3 separate regions of the Mus musculus genome follow, and all the other regions are linked to region 3. Evidence: chromatin contacts called from public HiChIP or PLAC-seq data. All regions are on one chromosome and are shown on one strand. The core of a region is the stretch at or near the end of the contact, and the rest is flanking DNA. Distances in the headings are between cores, read along the strand shown. Region 1 overlaps Pdxdc1 (pyridoxal-dependent decarboxylase domain containing 1). Region 2 holds the start of Ifitm7 (interferon induced transmembrane protein 7). Region 3 overlaps Marf1 (meiosis regulator and mRNA stability 1).

What was found. HiChIP or PLAC-seq counts read pairs in DNA pulled down with a chosen protein or histone mark.
Region 1: a contact with region 3 is called in an H3K27ac HiChIP or PLAC-seq map of embryonic stem cells, with 7 times the contacts expected there. The contact joins two enhancer-like sites. A contact is called at or near these places in 1 of 39 promoter capture datasets (neural stem cells), 5 of 484 Hi-C or Micro-C datasets (bone marrow-derived macrophages, cortical neurons, embryonic stem cells and 1 more) and 6 of 115 datasets of contacts at active chromatin or transcription factors (embryonic stem cells and stem cell-derived neural progenitor cells).
Region 2: an H3K27ac HiChIP or PLAC-seq map of embryonic stem cells shows a contact between it and region 3, with 2.7 times the contacts expected there. The contact joins the promoter of Ifitm7 here to the enhancer-like site in region 3. A contact is called at or near these places in 2 of 39 promoter capture datasets (hippocampal neurons and macrophages), 3 of 484 Hi-C or Micro-C datasets (CD8 T cells, Sertoli cells and forebrain), 5 of 115 datasets of contacts at active chromatin or transcription factors (all in embryonic stem cells) and 2 of 9 other capture datasets (adipose tissue and pancreatic islet).

Annotation. Positions count from the first base shown.
Region 1 is chr16:13,866,728-13,869,499 of GRCm38.p6, reverse strand. The region is part of intron 8 of Pdxdc1 (pyridoxal-dependent decarboxylase domain containing 1); the gene reads left to right. It also overlaps the pseudogene Gm19150. Among named protein-coding and RNA genes, the nearest start is that of Pdxdc1, 35 kb to the left of the region's middle. Within about 2 kb of position 1,504, at least 98 of the 459 cell types and tissues checked have an H3K27ac peak or open chromatin away from gene starts, as enhancers often do. A contact at or near this core is called in bone marrow-derived macrophages and embryonic stem cells, where this site is marked.
Region 2 is chr16:13,985,299-13,988,209 of GRCm38.p6, reverse strand. Ifitm7 (interferon induced transmembrane protein 7) reads left to right here and starts at 1,343. Exons shown (of 3, transcript NM_001270718.1): 1 at 1,343-1,580. It overlaps Bmerb1 (bMERB domain containing 1), which reads right to left and starts at 1,573. Exons shown (of 6, transcript NM_144518.3): 1 at 1,317-1,573. The coding sequence starts at 1,419.
Region 3 is chr16:14,121,993-14,124,840 of GRCm38.p6, reverse strand. The region is part of intron 21 of Marf1 (meiosis regulator and mRNA stability 1); the gene reads left to right. Among named protein-coding and RNA genes, the nearest start is that of Marf1, 36 kb to the left of the region's middle. Within about 2 kb of position 1,325, at least 26 of the 459 cell types and tissues checked have an H3K27ac peak or open chromatin away from gene starts, as enhancers often do. A contact at or near this core is called in adipose tissue, bone marrow-derived macrophages and embryonic stem cells, where this site is marked.

The DNA of each region.
Region 1 (2,772 bases), core at 255-2,754, 260 kb after region 3:
GAGATGCTCTTAAAGCAACTAAAGAAAAGCTCCTAGAACTAATTTGTGAACCTAATAAAATTTCTAGATTTCTATCTAGCAACCAACAAATAGAAATCTAATTTAAGGCCAACAAGATAGATAGCTGAGAAGATAAAGATGCTTGCCACTAAATTGAATGGGCTGAGTTCCATCTCATGGTAAAGAGGGAACAGAACCCTGAAAGTTGTCCATCCGGTTGCACTCTTGTATGTATGCCCACGTGTACATACAAAATAAATGCAATAAATAACGTTGAATTTACAATGTCTTTTATGATAGCATCAAAAAGGATGAAACTAGTCTAGGCAGTGGTATTGCATCCCTTTAATCTCAGCACTTGGAAGGCAGAGACAGGCAGATCTCTGTGAGTTCAAGAGCCCCTGGTCTACAGGGCTAGTTCCAGAACAGTCAAGGCAACATAGAGAAACCTTACCTCAAAATACCAAACCAAATCATGAAAATGGGGCAAGGTGACTTAGCAGGTAAAGGTGCTTATTGCCTGATGATATATATCTGACAACCAGAGTTCAATTTCCCAAACTCATGAGGGTGAAAAGAAAGAATCCGCTCCATGAGTTATCCTCTGACTTCCACATTGGTGCCATGGCATGTGGGCACACACACATCTCACACGCTTATTATACACAGGCTAATAAATTTAAAATACTTAGTGAATAAATTTAATAAAAATATGTATAATATCTATGCACTGAAAAGTACAGTGTATTCCTGAAAGGTGGCGCACGCCTTTAATCCCAGCACTTGGGAGGCAAAGGCAGGCGGATTTCTGAGTTCAAGGCCAGCCTGGTCTACAGAGTGAGTTCTAGGACAGCCAGGGATACACAGAGAAACCCTGTCTCAAAAAACCAAAAAAAAAAAAAAAAAAAAAAAGGCCCAAATGTACTAGAGCATACATGTTAGAGACTTGATGTCAGTAAGTCATTTCTCCCTAAACAAGCCCTGTCATAGTCTCTGCATAATGAGTTCTAGGCCAGCCAAGACTACACTGCAATGGCTTATCTTAAAACAAAACCAAAAAAGAAAGAAAGAGGGCGTCTCTGCCAGGTCTGCACTGCTGCTTCCAACTGTCTCCTTGTGGCACGACCCTCGAGCCATGCTCTTCCCCCTGCGAGCGGCAGCGGGCTCCAAGGAGAGCGGCGGGCGCCGGGACAGAGGCGGCGCTTCCACCGCTGCCCCCCGACTGCTGTGACCCGCGTTCCACCCTGGGTCTCGGTGGACGCCCGGCCTCGCCGGCCATGTCGCCGGCCGTCCTACCGGCGCTCAAGCACCACGACTTCCTTCGGCGACCACCCGGCGGGGTGGCGGCGGCCAGGTCTCCACGGTGGCGGCCAGAGCAGAGGCTGCAGGAGCCCAGCTCCATGATGAAATTCTAGAACAACCAGACGCGGACATAGGACCGCGAGGGCTTCAAGAAGCGGGCGGCCTGCCTGTGCTTCCGCAGTGGGTAGGAGGATGAGGTGCAGTTGTTGAGTAGCAGTCCAGTGGATTGTCCCCAGAGGAGGGATGGTGCCAGAGGAGGAGCCTGGCACTGCTGCTTTGAGTGAAGTGTATGAAAAGGTTGGAGTCAAAGGAAAATTAGGCAGACTCCTAGGAATATTTGAGCAGATTCAAGACCAGAAGCACAGAACATATGTTTATGTTCTGACAGTTACTGAAATAATGGAAGACTGGGAATATAGGAAGAAAGAGAGAGTGGTTCAAAGTAAAAGATGCAATCAAGGTTCAGTCCACGCAGAGTATCTGGAAAAACTAAAGATGGGATGTTTTCGACCAATGGAAATTCCTCGGTCCCTTCCCTCCCAGATAACAATGCCTTGTTTGTGACTGCTGCACAGCCCTCTGGGGTGCCATCCAGTACACGGTAGAGGGTTGAGCCCCTCCCCCATCGTGTGGGGCTCTGCCACAGGAGAGGCTCTTTCACTTTTCTTCTAACACATCTGACTGCTGCTGGCAAACTCTGTATTTGCTATGCAGGGATTTCAAATAATTTGCATGTATTTCATCTGCTTTCAAGTCTTTTAAAATAAATAACAAAATAACAAAAATATTTTAAGATGCCAAAGACATGTGTAATTTTTTTAAAAGCCTTCATTGTACCCCATTACTTTGGTTTTCACTTTTATAACATTTTTAACATTTTCACTTTTGTCCACTTAACATTCTGTGCTTTATTTTGACAGATCAACTAGTTGTTTGGTATATTTTCTGCCCTAATTATTTTTTCTTGCAGTATCAAATAGGCACCAAATCTTTGTTGGAAATTAATGAAAAATTCTTAGTATTTAAAGAAATATATCACTCGGGAGGCAGAGGCAGGTGGATTTCTGAGTTCGAGGCCAGCCTGGTCTACAGAGTGAGTTCCAGGACAGCCAGGGCTATATAGAGAAACCCTGTCTCGAAAACAAGAAAGGAAGGAAGGAAGGAAGGAAGGAAGGAAGGAAGGAAGGAAGGAAGGAAGGAAGGAATGAATCTCCAAAACTTAAGTTTAAGAGCGTTGTATTCTCCTTTGTAAACTGCAGATTTGGCTGGTTTTGTATGGGCAGTCGCCTTTGACAAAGCACTTCAGCTTCCTATTTCCAAGAATTGTTCACAGCCAGAATTATGTCACAGTCAATGTACTATGACCGATTCCTCTCGGCCACAGTGATTTGATGTGAAAGAGTGAGCTGGGTTTTTTTAGGGAAAAGCTCAGCACAGCTCCTCCTGAAACTGTGTTTATAGAAATCTACT
Region 2 (2,911 bases), core at 94-2,593, 140 kb after region 3:
AGCCATGGGTGGTATTATTTAGAGCGTATAAACCACAGACCTGCAACCTCTAGGTTACCTCAAAGTGCCAAAGCTAAAGGATTTAGGAAGGATGAAGCAGGAGAAAGGACCTAGGTCTAAAAGGAGAAAGAAAATGTAAGAAAGAAAGAGGTTGGAAGCATCAGAACACCCATTATAGCAGGAACGAAGACATTTGAACTTGAAATAGAAACACAATATAGCTTGAGTCCATAGTTACAAGAATGGAGAAAACAATCACAAAGGCATGTGCGCGAGTGTGCACACACACACACACACACACACACACATTCACACACATTCACACATTCACACTTTCTCCCAAGTGAGGTAGAAAAGGAGCTGATTGACAATGCTTTAAGTACATGTAGCTCAATGGCTGCTGCTGGGGAAGAGCACTAAGCCTAGAGACCCAGTCAGAGCAGGTAGCTTTAGGGTTCCTTAGAAGGCAAGAGGGCTGCAGGCTATACCAGGTCTGCTGGGCAAGCCATACCAGAACAGGAGGCAGAGTGGAGGACATTTGGAAGCTCCTAGAGTCAGGGACATCAATGACCTTAGACTTTCCAGATAGCCTCCACTGTTTGCAGAGTTTCAAGTATTGTGTCCAACAAATTGAAAGCAAAAGTCTTGGATTCATTTACAGATGTTTGTTGATACCAAAACACCAAAGAGAGAGCCAGTAAGTACAGAGGTCTGCTTCAAAACCGCTTTCAAGAGCTGAACCAAACCAAATCGTATCATTGAGTCAAGAGCTAACAGAGTGGGGGAGGGGGGTTGCACAGCGCTAACCTTGCCCTTTGCCTGCTCTTTCATCTCTCCTCTGACCCAAGAGGAGGTGGGACAATGCTGGAATTTCAGCTATGCTCTGAACCTCAAGGCTGAAAGAGCACACAGACACTCCCCCATTTCTGTATGTGGGGCTTTCAAAGCTGCCCTTGGCTCCTGCGCCCTCAAGCATCCTAACACTCTAGCGTTCCTCCTCCTGGGATGCAGGAAAGACGGTCCTTCGCAAAAGCTGCCTCCGGCTGCCGGATCTCGGACTCCTTAGTCCAGTACAGCTGGACTCCTAGCTTAGCTGCCTCGCGATTTCCAGAGGAGCCTCCCAGTACAGCCCAGCCCTGGAGGGTCCCCTCTTTTGTTTGTAGGGAGAACCTACAAACTGCTGTTGTGCAACACTGGAAGCCCAGCTGCGGGGGCGCTTCCCGTCTGCCAGCCTGCGTTCCGGTCTGCTCTAGGGGGCCCCAGTTCAGCACGCGAGTCCCCAACTGTCCCCACCCGTTCCCTGCCCGAACACTCACTTCCCAGTCCCTCCGCTTTCCATGCTGTCTCCTCCACCGCCCCATAACGCCTGAGAGGCTTCTCGGCTTCCAGATGAACAGACAGAGATTGCTTTAACTCCATTGCTGTTCCCCGCGGGCAGGTCCAGGGGTCTGGTTCACTCCATCCCTGCTGAAGGCTGCGGGGAGGAAGGCAGCTCAGATCGGCAGTGTTTTAATGGGCCCGGCGTTGCTGAGGAAGCTGCTCCATCTCTTCAATCTCCAGCACCTGAAAGCTCCCAACTGGTACCCAGGATGGGGGAGGGATGCATAACACATGCGCAATGGAAGCTGGAGGGGGGAGGTTTGGGGGCTGGGTAGGGAGAAAGAGGGACAGATGATAAACTCTCTAGAACAACAAAAACAAAAACAACTAAAATAAAATCACCCCCAAATGAAACAAGAATAAGGCACCTGCCCACACTGAAACCAGTAGATAGGCTTTCTGTGGATGGATCTAGCATTGTGGGTGACTGGGGATCTGTTAGAGGGCTGGTAGGTTTCAAGCGTGATTGGTGAGCCAGAACAGTATCTGTAGATGTGATGATCCTTCTTTGTAGACAAGCCCAAGTATGGACCGCTGCTTTCAGATTCTGTTGTTTGCAGTTATGTGCATGTTTTGAATATAAAAGGGGGACAGCAGCTACGTGTGTGTGTGTGTGTGTGTGTGTGTGTGTGTGTGTGTGTGTGTGTGTGTGTATGTACACCTGTGTCAATCCTGTGCATTTGTATGGAAAGGAACAAGAGAAGCAAATATTTTGTATATAAGGCCAACAAAGCTGTTCAGAACACTGATCTTTACAAACCTGGAAAATAATTGTGACCAAACATAACAGCAATAAAAAAAAAAAAAAAAAAAAAAAACCAGTGTCAGGACTGGCAACAGAGCTCAATTGGTATAACATTCACAGCCTAAGCATGAGGGTCCAAGTCTGATCTACAGGACAGAGCAGGCATTAAAAGAGCAGATACAGCCGGGCGTGGTGGCATGCGCCTTTAATCCCAGCACTCAGGAGGCAGAGGCAGGCGGATTTCTGAGTTCGAGGCCAGCCTGGTCTACAAAGTGAGCTCCAGGACAGCCAGGGCTATACAGAGAAACCCTGTCTCGAAAAACCAAAAACAACAACAACAAAAAAAAACCCAAAAAACAAACAAACAAAAAAAGAGCAGATACAGCTCTAGTCCCAATGCTAGGAGTGAAGGCAGGAGGAACCCCAGGGCTTGCTTGCCCCAAGACACCTTATACCAACTTCTGGCTTACACATGCACACTTTTTGGTTTTAATATAAAGTTAAGGGATGAGAATGCAGCTCAGTTGGCAGAATACTTGCATAATATGCACAAAGCCTTTGGGTCCTATCCCTAGAACTACATGAACCAGGCATGTGATTCTAGCACACAAGAAGAGGCAAGAGGATCTGAAATTCAAATTCATCCTTGGATATGTAGGGTGTTTGTATAGCAGCCTAGGTTACACAAAACCATGAATGAATGAATGAATGAACGAATGAAGTGTTATCAGCAGCTATTGATAAAAGTTAATACTACTTTTTGAATTACTGCTAAACATAGACCAT
Region 3 (2,848 bases), core at 76-2,575:
ACAGACCTGTTTGTATCTCTTGGAGACTCTGACTCAGTTCCAGAATGTCTCCAGCCAGCCCACTAAGTTCCCACTGGTGAGTCTCTACCACACCAGCCCCATGCTCCAAATCCCCCATGGCCTTTGTGAGGCACCTCAGGCAAACTCAGGCTTTGCTGTACCTTTCTCTCTTGAACCCAGTTGAGCCTCTGTGTGAAGGAAAACACAACACAAACTTAGTTCAGTTCAGAAACGACAGTAAAATCCTAATCTTGTAGGCCTTATTAAATCTAAATCCTTTGGTGGCTAATCCTGACAGATCTGCCATTGAAACTGGGAGACTCTCATAGCTACATCTTGTCCTCACCCTATCCCCATCCTAAAAGACCTCTCTCTTGCTTCCTCTCTTCCTCCGTCCAACCCGTAAGTCCCTCTTACTCACCCGGTGATTAGCTCCTTTTTTCACTAGGGGATTGGTTCACAAGAATAGCACCAGGTCCATCCATAACACATGGCAGCTCTCTTTCTCCCTCCTGCGTATCCTTCTTCTATTCTATGACTGCTCTTTCTTCTCCCTCCTCCTGGCCCTCTCTCTCCAAGCCCATGAAACCTAAACCCTACCTATATCTGTTCTGCCCAGCTATTGACATCTTTATTTACCAATCACAATTAACTGGGGACCTTGTCACAGGGGCTATGGTACAGACTCCAGGTCTTGTGGCCCCTCACTTAGCATTACAATAGACAGTAAAAGATACACCCTCCACAAGTTAAGGCAACTGTTTAAAGAAAAGAGGGCTCAGAGCTTAAGCTAGAAGAGCTCAGAGAAGGTGTGACTTGTGGAGTCGGGTGTGGAAGAGCACTGTGCACGTGGGGAGCTGATGCTTGCCAGGGATGAATGGGAGGGATGAGTGTGCCATAGAGTGCCATGAGTGTGCTGTAGATTCAGAAGCTGATGTCTGGGCACATGGTGGGAGCTGGCCAGATGGCCACAATGGAAAGGACGTAAGGGGCAAAAGAACTTAGACTATTGACAGCAATATCAGTGAACCTGTGGCCCTTAGTGCTAAGATAGACAGAAAGCTGAGTAACAAAAGCCTGGCTTATAATCCCAGGACCTAAGGAGGCTGAAGCAGGAAGACTTGAAATTTAAGGCCAGCCTAAGCAACTTAACAAAACCCTATCTCCAACTTAAAAAAATTAAAAATAAAAATAAAAAGACTAGAGTTATAGCTCAGTGGTAGAAAGTTTGCCCAGCTTGCAAAGCCCTGCATTCAGTCCTCACTACTGAGGCTAGGGAGAAACAGAAGCAGGAGGAAAGGATCATGTGAGACTTGAAAGAAGATGGGGAATTGAAGACAGTAGCTCTGTCTAGGGGGCAGGAACAGATCCATCCTCTCCTTTCTTATGTAATTAAAAGGCAGGCAAGGAGTGTTAACAGAAATCCTGAGGAGTCCTGGCAGAGCCAGCATTGATATGTGAGAAATGGGAAGTTTGAGTTTCTTTTTGGCATTCTCAGTTTCATGGGCAAAAATAAGAATAGACTCAAAGTGGAAGCTGGAGGTTGCTTATTAGAGTTTTAAAGAAAAAAATCCCCAGACTGGCAGTCTGTAAATCTTGCAGTGTCTTGAAGAGAATCGAATGGAGAAAAGGGGGGTGGGGGTAAGACATGCCATTTGAGAAGCTAGCACAGAGGTCAGCCACATGGCAGGGAAGGGAGTTTTACAGAAAATGTAAGGAAGCCCAAAGTACCAGGGAACATATGCTTAGGCTCTGGCCATATCTGAAAGAAAAGACAGAAGAGAAGAAAAAGGAAAGTTAGGCCTTCCAAATCAGGATTCTGAAAGATGCGCGGGCCCAGCCAGGCTTCATGTTGGCTTGTGGGTGGGGGTTGGAAATTCTGGAAAGGAAAAGGACATTGTCTTATGATAAACCCACCTCTCAGTTAGCTAGGCCTTTGTCCTGCCCAACAGAATCAGCTGTTTTCAAAGAATATTTATTTGTTTATTTTTATTTATATGGGTATTTTGCTTGCATGTATGTCTGTGCACCACATGTATGCAGTGCCTATGAAAGCCAGAAGAGGGCATTGGATCCTCTGGGACTGGAGTTAAAAATGGTGTGATCTGCCAAGCTGGGAATTGAACCCTGGTCCTCTGGAAGAGTAGCCAGTATTCTTAACCAATGAGCCATCTCTCTAGCCCTTTTCTTACTAATAGAAGGGCTGAGCAATGAATTGCTTCTGTCTTCCATTCCATGTTTACCCCAGACACCCTATGATGTGTATGAATGAAGAATTTAGAAGTAGGTAAAGACAGAGCCTGGAATGGATCTCTCTGGAGAAGTGTCTGCAGTGGAATCAATTAGAAGTTGAGGGATTGAAAACCATGATATGTATGACAGGTCCAGGTCTCCCCAGTGTCCACTGGCCAAGATGTCAGTATGGGTGGGCTTAGGTAAATAGGAAGGTTGTAAGCCAGGACTAGGGAAGGATGTGGCTCCCTTGGTTGAGTGCTTCCTCACCATACACTAAGCGCTCAATTGCTTCATCCCTGTGCTGCATAAATTGGACGTGGTGTACCCTACTGCAGCCAGGGTCTGTGTTGATATCTATGGCCCATGTTACTACCAAAGGCCATAGCCATGCTGATGTCCATTGTCTATGCTGCAGCCTGAGGTCTTGTTGATGTCTGTGGTTTGGACTGCCTCTGAAGGCCTTTCTGGGTTCATGGTCCTACTGAAGCTAGGGTCTGTGTTTGTGGTCTATGCCAGAAACCTTATGGAAGCCCCTGATTCATGTTCCCACTGACTGTAAAGAGCAAGGAAGGTACTTCAGCAGTAGTATCAGTGACTGTAGATGCATAGATGA